Regions from separate parts of the Mus musculus genome. Here all the other regions are linked to region 2. Evidence: chromatin contacts called from public Hi-C data. All regions are on one chromosome and are shown on one strand. The core of a region is the stretch at or near the end of the contact, and the rest is flanking DNA. Distances in the headings are between cores, read along the strand shown.

What was found. Hi-C and Micro-C count contacts between places; a contact is called where the count stands out from the background.
Region 1: a contact with region 2 is called in a Hi-C map of uterus, with 1.9 times the contacts expected there. The contact joins two enhancer-like sites. A contact is called at or near these places in 1 of 39 promoter capture datasets (the 3T3-L1 cell line) and 5 of 484 Hi-C or Micro-C datasets (the 3T3-L1 cell line, 3T3-L1-derived adipocytes, embryonic fibroblasts and 1 more).
Region 3: a contact with region 2 is called in a Hi-C map of uterus, with 2.4 times the contacts expected there. The contact joins two enhancer-like sites. A contact is called at or near these places in 1 of 39 promoter capture datasets (the 3T3-L1 cell line) and 8 of 484 Hi-C or Micro-C datasets (the 3T3-L1 cell line, 3T3-L1-derived adipocytes, adipose-derived mesenchymal stem cells and 3 more).

What each region holds. Positions count from the first base shown.
Region 1 is chr16:86,693,243-86,696,023 of GRCm38.p6, reverse strand. No RefSeq gene overlaps it. Among named protein-coding and RNA genes, the nearest start is that of Gm32461, 110 kb to the left of the region's middle. Within about 2 kb of position 1,418, at least 33 of the 459 cell types and tissues checked have an H3K27ac peak or open chromatin away from gene starts, as enhancers often do. A contact at or near this core is called in uterus, where this site is marked.
Region 2 is chr16:86,765,021-86,767,720 of GRCm38.p6, reverse strand. No RefSeq gene overlaps it. Among named protein-coding and RNA genes, the nearest start is that of Gm32461, 40 kb to the left of the region's middle. Within about 2 kb of position 1,445, at least 27 of the 459 cell types and tissues checked have an H3K27ac peak or open chromatin away from gene starts, as enhancers often do. A contact at or near this core is called in uterus, where this site is marked.
Region 3 is chr16:86,881,292-86,883,991 of GRCm38.p6, reverse strand. No RefSeq gene overlaps it. Among named protein-coding and RNA genes, the nearest start is that of Gm32624, 66 kb to the right of the region's middle. Within about 2 kb of position 1,266, at least 25 of the 459 cell types and tissues checked have an H3K27ac peak or open chromatin away from gene starts, as enhancers often do. A contact at or near this core is called in uterus, where this site is marked.

The DNA.
Region 1 (2,781 bases), core at 169-2,668, 72 kb after region 2:
CACTTATCTAAACATATCAACAGACTTAACCGTGACAATCAATAGGGTGACTGATATCACAACCAGATCACTTACATGTCATCAAGAAGCTCTTTGTATATATGAAATACAAATCACTTCCCTATACTCTTCAAACATTTTTTACTATCATTTTATACCAATAAAGATATTCATATGATGGATAAAATATATCTGCAAAAACCACACAAAAACTAATTATTAATATGTAGAAAATATAGCTGTACTTATAACTTTAAATAAATAACATTTTAACCCAGCTTAAAAATTCAGGCATAATTATAAACAATAATCTTTCTTGTTAAAAGTTCGAGAACACCAAGCTGACAAAATCACTGAAGAGGTGTTACGATAGTTTAATGACTCTACTTGCAACTAATTGGGTCAAAGCCTTATTTTTTTAATAGGCCAAGTTTGGAATGTCAACCATGAGATCGTTGTATTTCTCTGCCCTTAGGACAGATAAAGTAAAACAACCAAGAAAAGCAAAAGCAAGTCTGCAGGAAGTCAAGAGATTAGCAACACCAAGTGAGTTATTCTTGATATAGAAGGTTTGCATCTCCTGTTGCTCTCTTGTTTGCATCCATTCTGTGTCTTGAATTTGTTGCATACCAATATCATGTGTGTATCCTCAATATTTTCCTAGCTTTAGAAGTCTGTATTGCATACTAACAAAAGCTTTGATTATTGGGGCAGGGGTAGTCATAATCCCTTAATTGTGTGTCTGTATGTGTTTTGTCTATGTAGTATGTTTGAACAAGGTTTCCTAAATATTGCTTTTGGTGTTGGGGTACAAGTTTAGGGGATACATATATATATATATATATATATATAGTATATTACTTATATAAAGGATATATATGTGTATATATATAGTATATTACTTAGTTATGTCTTATAAAATCTTAAAAGTAAGGGTTTTTAAAATACCTCTTTGTTATTTTTGTCCCAACTCTTGGTTAGCAATTCTCAAGGCTGTCTCACCTTTCAATTAGATCCTGTTTTCTTTTGAATAGATAGTGTGCTATAGATAAGCTATAAATTCCATTATTGCACACTAAATACATTTAAAAGGCATAGTAAGAACTAGCCATTTCAAGAACTATTATTTATCCTAATTGTTCCCATCTGAGTTTGGAAAGGATCCTGGCCTGAAAGTCTTCAACAACTTGCCAAAAGCCTGTCAGCTTTGATAACTCGCACTGCTCTGAACTTGGCTCAGAAGGGTCAGTTTCAGAGTGAACACTAAGCTCCCCACGATATCCAAGCTTGCTTAAAAATGCAGAAACACTGCCAGCTGACTTGCAAGCCACTAGATTTTCGACCTTAAGAGGCTCATGTTTTCTTGGAACCAGGGATGGGCTGGTAAGCAAAAGGAAGCCATTCCCATGTGGAACTACAGAGCAGATGGAGTGGCCCTGTGTGCTGGGGACCATCTGTTTTTGTTAGAACATGGTTTATGCATTGGCCTAATGATTTAGAATGAACCTAGGGATACAACAAAGCCCTAAATTAAGCTTATTTGATTAAATAACTGAATGCATCTATGCACTTTATTTAATTATTTTATGTTACATTAATCTTTGTTACATATAGTTTTTTTTTTTCACTTACGAATTATGTAAACATTGTTGGTGTCTTTATTACCAGGGTTATAGTCAATTGGTTTTTTTTTTTAAGGGTATAATTTGTGCTATTAAATTGTAAACATCATGAAGCAAAGAATGAAATATTTGCCTCTTCGTGGTTACAGTTACTTTGTTTAATAAAAGCCTAGAGGCTTAAGAGAGGACATTACCACATATTTGTGTCATGAATGAATAAATGCGGAAATAATAAAATGAATGAAGAAGATGGACGATGTATTTAAAAATGTTCCTTTTTTTTTCCTGGTCTCATAAACTTTCTCATTGGTGACATTTTAAAGATCTTTTTGATAGGTAAATTATATTTTGTAATGTTCCTTTGAAGTTTGTTCTTTGTTATCTTATTTATGATTGTATGTACTTTCTTCCCATGTATACCATAGTTAAAATCTGACTTATACCTCTATGATCACTATTCCTAGTTGTTAACTTGACCCCATCTAGAATGAACTACAATCCAGAAATGTAGGGCACACCTGTATTGCAGATCTTGAGGCTTGTGATCTGGATCTTGACATAGTAACTACGAAAACCTTAGGCCCTGGCAAGGTGGGTATACACATTTAATGACAGGAGACAGAGGCGAGCAGATCTCTGAGTTCAAGAAGAGCACGAGACAGAGCAAATTCCAAGTAAAGAATAGCTTAAGTTCAGACATGGTGGTACACACCTTTAATCTGGGCCATATGCTCTGGTAGAGGCCTACATAATGAAGGCTTCCTTTTCCACTGCCTGTTTGTGTTTACTTCCCAGCACATCTGTTGGAACCTACTTCTTCAGGATTCCTGTTCGTACAGAAGACCAGCTGAAACACCTAGCCTTGTGGGAGTGAGCAATTACTAGATTCTTGGATTTCCATTCAAAGTGCCCACTAATGGGTTAGTTAAGACTCCAGACTGTAAGTCATTCCAATAATTTCCTTTAATATAACGAGATATTCCATAAGTTCTGTAACTCTAGAAATCCCTGACTAATACAACATTAGAACTCCTTATAAATCATTTATCTTCATTCATTTAGAGAAGGCAACCCCTTTATTGAGTCTGACTAATACCAAGTGTCATCAGTGATGTTGTATAACTCTCGTCTTCCTGTCACCTCTGTTGTATACTTCTAT
Region 2 (2,700 bases), core at 196-2,695:
AATGTAAATAAAAAATATCTAATAAAAAGAGTTATTGAATTAGAAAACAAGCAAACAAACAAAAAGGAATGTTTCTAGATTTGTTGTCTCTGTGTTTTGAAGTTTCTGATTAATAAGTTGGAAGAAAACAAAATATACATGTCTGCTGGGGCCTGAGAAAGAGAAGAGATGTGTGAGAGAGAAGAGAAAGGCACTGGTTTCTTTTCCAGACTTGGGTTCTCTTTCCTGCACCCACATCTGGTGTCTCACACTCACACTGCAACTCCGATAGCATAGGGTTCTGAAAAACTTTCCTGGCCCCCAGGGTCACATGTTGTACATGTGCTTTCAAGTTTTGCTAGCTCTGCTCACATTTGGTTTCGATTTCTGAAATTTGATAGAAACAAAAGCATCAGCCTATCAGGTTGTTGTTTGGTGTGGGAACCCCATAAGAACTTCTTGATGAGCCTCCCAATCACAAAGACATTTTCCCCACTCTTGCACTCAGCCATTTACTACCCTTCCATTATCTGGCATACAAGCTCTTCAAATTGTCAATGTAATCCTGTCGTGCACCAGGCCTCTTCAGTGATTGTGACTCACAAGAAAATAGAAATAGAGAAACCTAGACAGTCTGTAGGTCACAGCCTGGATCATCATGCTTGGAACACCACGTTAGATAGGGTGGCAACAAAAATAAAAATGCATGATTCAGTCCTTTAAATACCTACTGTCTTTCACTTTCTGCTTAGTGCCATATTTGCTCACTATTATAAACTCTACAGAGTTCTGTGATGGGCTGCATCTAGTTCTCATGAGTGATCGAAGTGATGGAGACAATGATAGGCCTAGGATAAAGGATACTGAGACCTGAGCTGGTTGTAGATGAAGCTGTTGCTATCTCAGCTTTGCTGACTTAACAATCACTTGAGTTTTCTGACCTGTAATTAAAACATTATTCATGTTTTAATCTGTGCTCTCATGTCCTATGCAACAACCTGCTTTAGAAGGAGTAGTGAAAAGGTTCAGACCCAGTTCTTGGCCTGAAGAGCTAGTTTTGAATCTCTGCCGTTATTCCTTAGCTTCATGACCATCTCCTTACATTCACACTGGAGTTCCATGCTCCACTTTATTGCTGTTTAGATTTAGCCACATCGTATTTAAATCCAAAGGTCTAATGTAAATGTCATAAATTTGTTCTGGAGCATTTCATCACACCTACAGATCAACAGATATCTGAGCAGTGTTTTCTCTTCAGACTCAGGCTACCTACAGCCTTTCTCTAGCAGGTCACTGGCCAAGGCTTTTTTGCCTGCACCTGGGTACTGAGAACCTTTCTCTTATAATTCCACACCTTTGCCCTGTAGCTTAGCACTAATGCCAGCAGACAGCGATGAACCAAGAGCCCCAGGCTATGTGAAATGAGGACTACTCTGGATTAAATTGTTGTGCTCAAAAAATAAAGAATGAGTCAGAGCATGCCTAATTCCACAGGAAGGAGATTCGTCGCAGCAGAAAACATGTGGAGCTCATTTGGTCAGAAAGGAAATATTAACATCGAGAATTCCACATTGACTCCAACTCCTTCACATTTGTTGGATCCCTGACAGAGCCTTGTTGTGTTTCAGCATAAACATGGTAGGGACATTACAATAGGATGTTATGAAAATGTGAATCAAGAATGACTATCGTTACAGCAAACGCTTGTGCTTTATACATTGTTCCGAACTCCATCCTCGTAAGGAGCCTGTACTGATACAGGGCTCAGGGATTTTGAGAGATTTGAAACAAGAAGTGATTTTTACATAATGTTCTCTCATGTTCCATTCTGGCTGAATTCTGTAACATTCCTTTAAAAATAATGTACACTTGGAGTGAAGCAGACAAATACATTTCCTTCAATAATGTGGAAGTCAGCTGTAGTTGTTTTACATGAATAATTGATTTTTTTTTAGTGTCCTATTTACTGCTAACAATCTTTTTGTTATTCAGATATTGAAATTGCCTCAAAGCATTCATTTTAGGGAAGATTCTGCAATCACTTTGTACCCTTCCCTTTCCTACATTGCTGCCCTTTCTTGTGTGAAACTGATTTCTGTATCTGTAGACTTGCTCCCAAGCTCTCCATTGTCCCATCTCTTTCTCCATAGCCTTAGAGACAATGTAACCTTGTTTATCCACACCCTTTAGTCTTGTGTGTGTGTGTGTCTGTGTGTGTGTGTGTGCATATGCACGCATGTATCAATGATTTCCTGTGATGTTTGTATAGAAGGTCTTTACAAACAATTTGAAAGAGTACAAGAAGTCAAGGCATAAGAATGACTCTGATCGGGATCGTTGAATGCTAATCTACTTTATTTAGGAAGGAATACTTAAAGAGGTTGTATAATCTGCTAATTTTTTCAGAGTTATCAGCTCATCTGAAGCACCTAGCATTGTAAAAGATGAAAAACAGCACAGTTGACATCACTTGAGCTACTTTAATATCCTTTGACACTGATTTCATGTTAATTGAACATTTTACAAATACTTTTAAATGAACTATTTTATAAAGAAGAAATCAAAACATCCTAAGGGTTTATGAATTGATTGATGGGTAAAGATGATGTAGTACACAAAATAGTATGTAGCTGTAAAAACAAGCAGCTATATGTGACAAAATGGTTTGAATTAATGATTATGTTAACAACAATAATAACAACAACAGCAATAACATTACAA
Region 3 (2,700 bases), core at 17-2,516, 120 kb before region 2:
CCTGTTAGCCTCCTCTCTGGCAAGGACTTGCACAGGTACAGGGGTCCTGACGTCAGACATGTTTGCTAAGGGAAGGATCGATGGGTCACAGTCAGCCTGGAAACCCGTGCATGTTATTTTAGCTGAGGCTCCCATTAGCAGTTCATCTTTGTATAGATGTGCTGGCAAAGCCTGTCTTATAGGAGGCTGACTATAGGATCAAAGTCTAAAAACAAGAGTAGATTGATTTCAGATAAAAGAAATGATGATAACAGAGACCCAATTCTCCATCTGCAGATGATCAGCTTGCAGCCAGGCAGAAGCATCCATCAGTGGGCGGTGCCTGGCCTGAAAACCAGCCTATCACTGCCTATGATTTCAAATGCAAAGCCAAGACCAGTTCTCAGCCAAAAGATTACTTCAGATTCCTTCAGTCACAGAAGTTACGGGATGACTGGACATACTCCCATAATACCTGGTGTTGCTTCTATAGCTGAGATAATTTTGTAGATTCAGTTCTGGGTGATGAAGTAGTGTGATACTTGGTCTCTCCACTGAGATTCAGGACACATTTATTTCTCCAGAGTGAGGAATTCTCTTTGATGTACTTGGCGTTTTGAGGATGCTGAAAGTTCATGCTGGGTTGGCAGATTAGCACTGGGTCACTCCTGTGCTCTTTCTAATATTCATGATTGTTCTTACATTGCGTAGATTTTGAGAATAGCTAAGTACTAAGGTCATCTTTTGGATATTTATGTACAATAGTGAAATCCTCTCAGCAACTTGGCCTGATATTTAACAGTCATAATGCTGAGAATTCTTTTGATGTAATGTAATGAATTAAAGGATTTTGAAAGTGTTGATGGCTTTAAGATTTTTTTTCTAAATTCAAGCACCCCAAGTTTTGAAGCATTGACTGACTATATTGGATTAATACACTAAGACTTAGAGAAAAATGTTATGGCTCTAACATTTGAAAATTCCATGTAGTTTCTAGTGATAAAGTGTTATTCTCTTGCCTTCATCTGTTGCTTTCTCTGACTTCCAATTTTTGCTCGAAACTTTAAAAGTATCATCTCAGAGTAAAAGTCCGAGGGGAGCAGGTTAAGTCATGCACACCCTGGCAGCTTCAAGAATGTCATGCGTTCTGGGTTTAACAGCTGCTTCGTGAGACCCACAGCCTAAAGTTCTCCCTCCTACATTCTACTGCAAAAGCCTGAAGGCTAGTTTCAGAACATTTCTGAATTCCTCACTCCAACTAGCATGCTACAGAAACTGAGGGACTCTTTTCGGACACAAGATGGCAGTAGCACACCGTTCACATTGATCATTTCCTCAGAGGGATTGTAGTCACACAAATCAGTTATTTTGTGGTAAGTTAAAAGTCCCCCTGAAAGAGGAGGGAAAAGGCCCTTTAAGATTATGACTAGTACCGTAACCACCTTTTCCCTACAACCCCAACTGTCATATCTATACATTTCTGATGTAGTCCTTCAATGACTTTCAAGAACAGAATGAAATACAAAAAGTTCAGGAGTCTCCGTATCAAGGAAAGAAATGCCTAAGAAAGCAAGGTCAACCATTATGAAGATGCCCTGCATCAATAGCCTTGAGACTACATACTGTGTTCTCACAATAAAGTAGGTTTGAGAGGCTATTTATTGATGTTCAACTTGATTTACAACAATCCTTTGTTATCATTGGGTTTTTGTATTATTTTCTTTTCTTTTATGGAATTTTGGAGTTTTGCTTTTTCTAGTTTTCTGAGTTCAAAACACACCACACCACACACACACACACACACACACACACACACACACACACAAGTTGTTCACCACTTACACAAAAGAAGTATTTAAAATATAAGCTTGTTTTTCTTTGTTTATATTTCATTAAAAAAGTATACAATATGTATACTTTCATGTATCAATTAGTCATTCAGTTAAGAATATGTAAGAAAACATTTTTTTTTTTACAGAATCACATATGGTTTCAATTAAAGTTTTGTTATTTGTCTTTCAAAATCTTAGTAAAAATAATGAGAATTGAATCCGTACTCTGGCATAAGAATATATTGAGTTACAAATATCTGTGATAGGTTCATGAAAACTTGGAAACAATAATACAGGCAGAGGAGTCCAGGATGATTCTAGAATTCTGATTCAGAATTAAGACTTCCCTGTTGGCAGAAAATTTCCCGTGGTTTCCCAGAAGCACAAAACTGCCTTGACAGTACGGAACGCAAGGTGGCAGAATGACTTTTCAAAACCTTTTAACTCAGGGTGCTCAAAATTTAGAAAAGTTACTAAAAAGTAGCTAGCATGTACTAATAAGAATTGGGGAAATCCTACATGTTCTCTAAATTTTACGACAATTTCAAGTGTTAGGAAGCAAAGAATGCATATTAAGAAAACCCTACTATGCCAGTTTTTACCACAATTAAAAAATATAGAAGTTTTAGTGACTATTTTTATTGTTACTATATATTTTATAAATTACTAATCGTCTTTTAATGAACCTGTCTTGTGATTTAGCAGTGAATCTGCTTGTTAAGAAAAGTTTTGAAATTGCTTTAACATTTAAATTTCTAACAGACATCATTTGGAGCACTACTTCATTTGAGCTTTTATGTGAAGGCTAAACTATGTTAACATCAGCTTTCCTAAAATAAAATAAATATCTATAATAAAACATAGTACCTATGGCCAGGGGAAAATATCA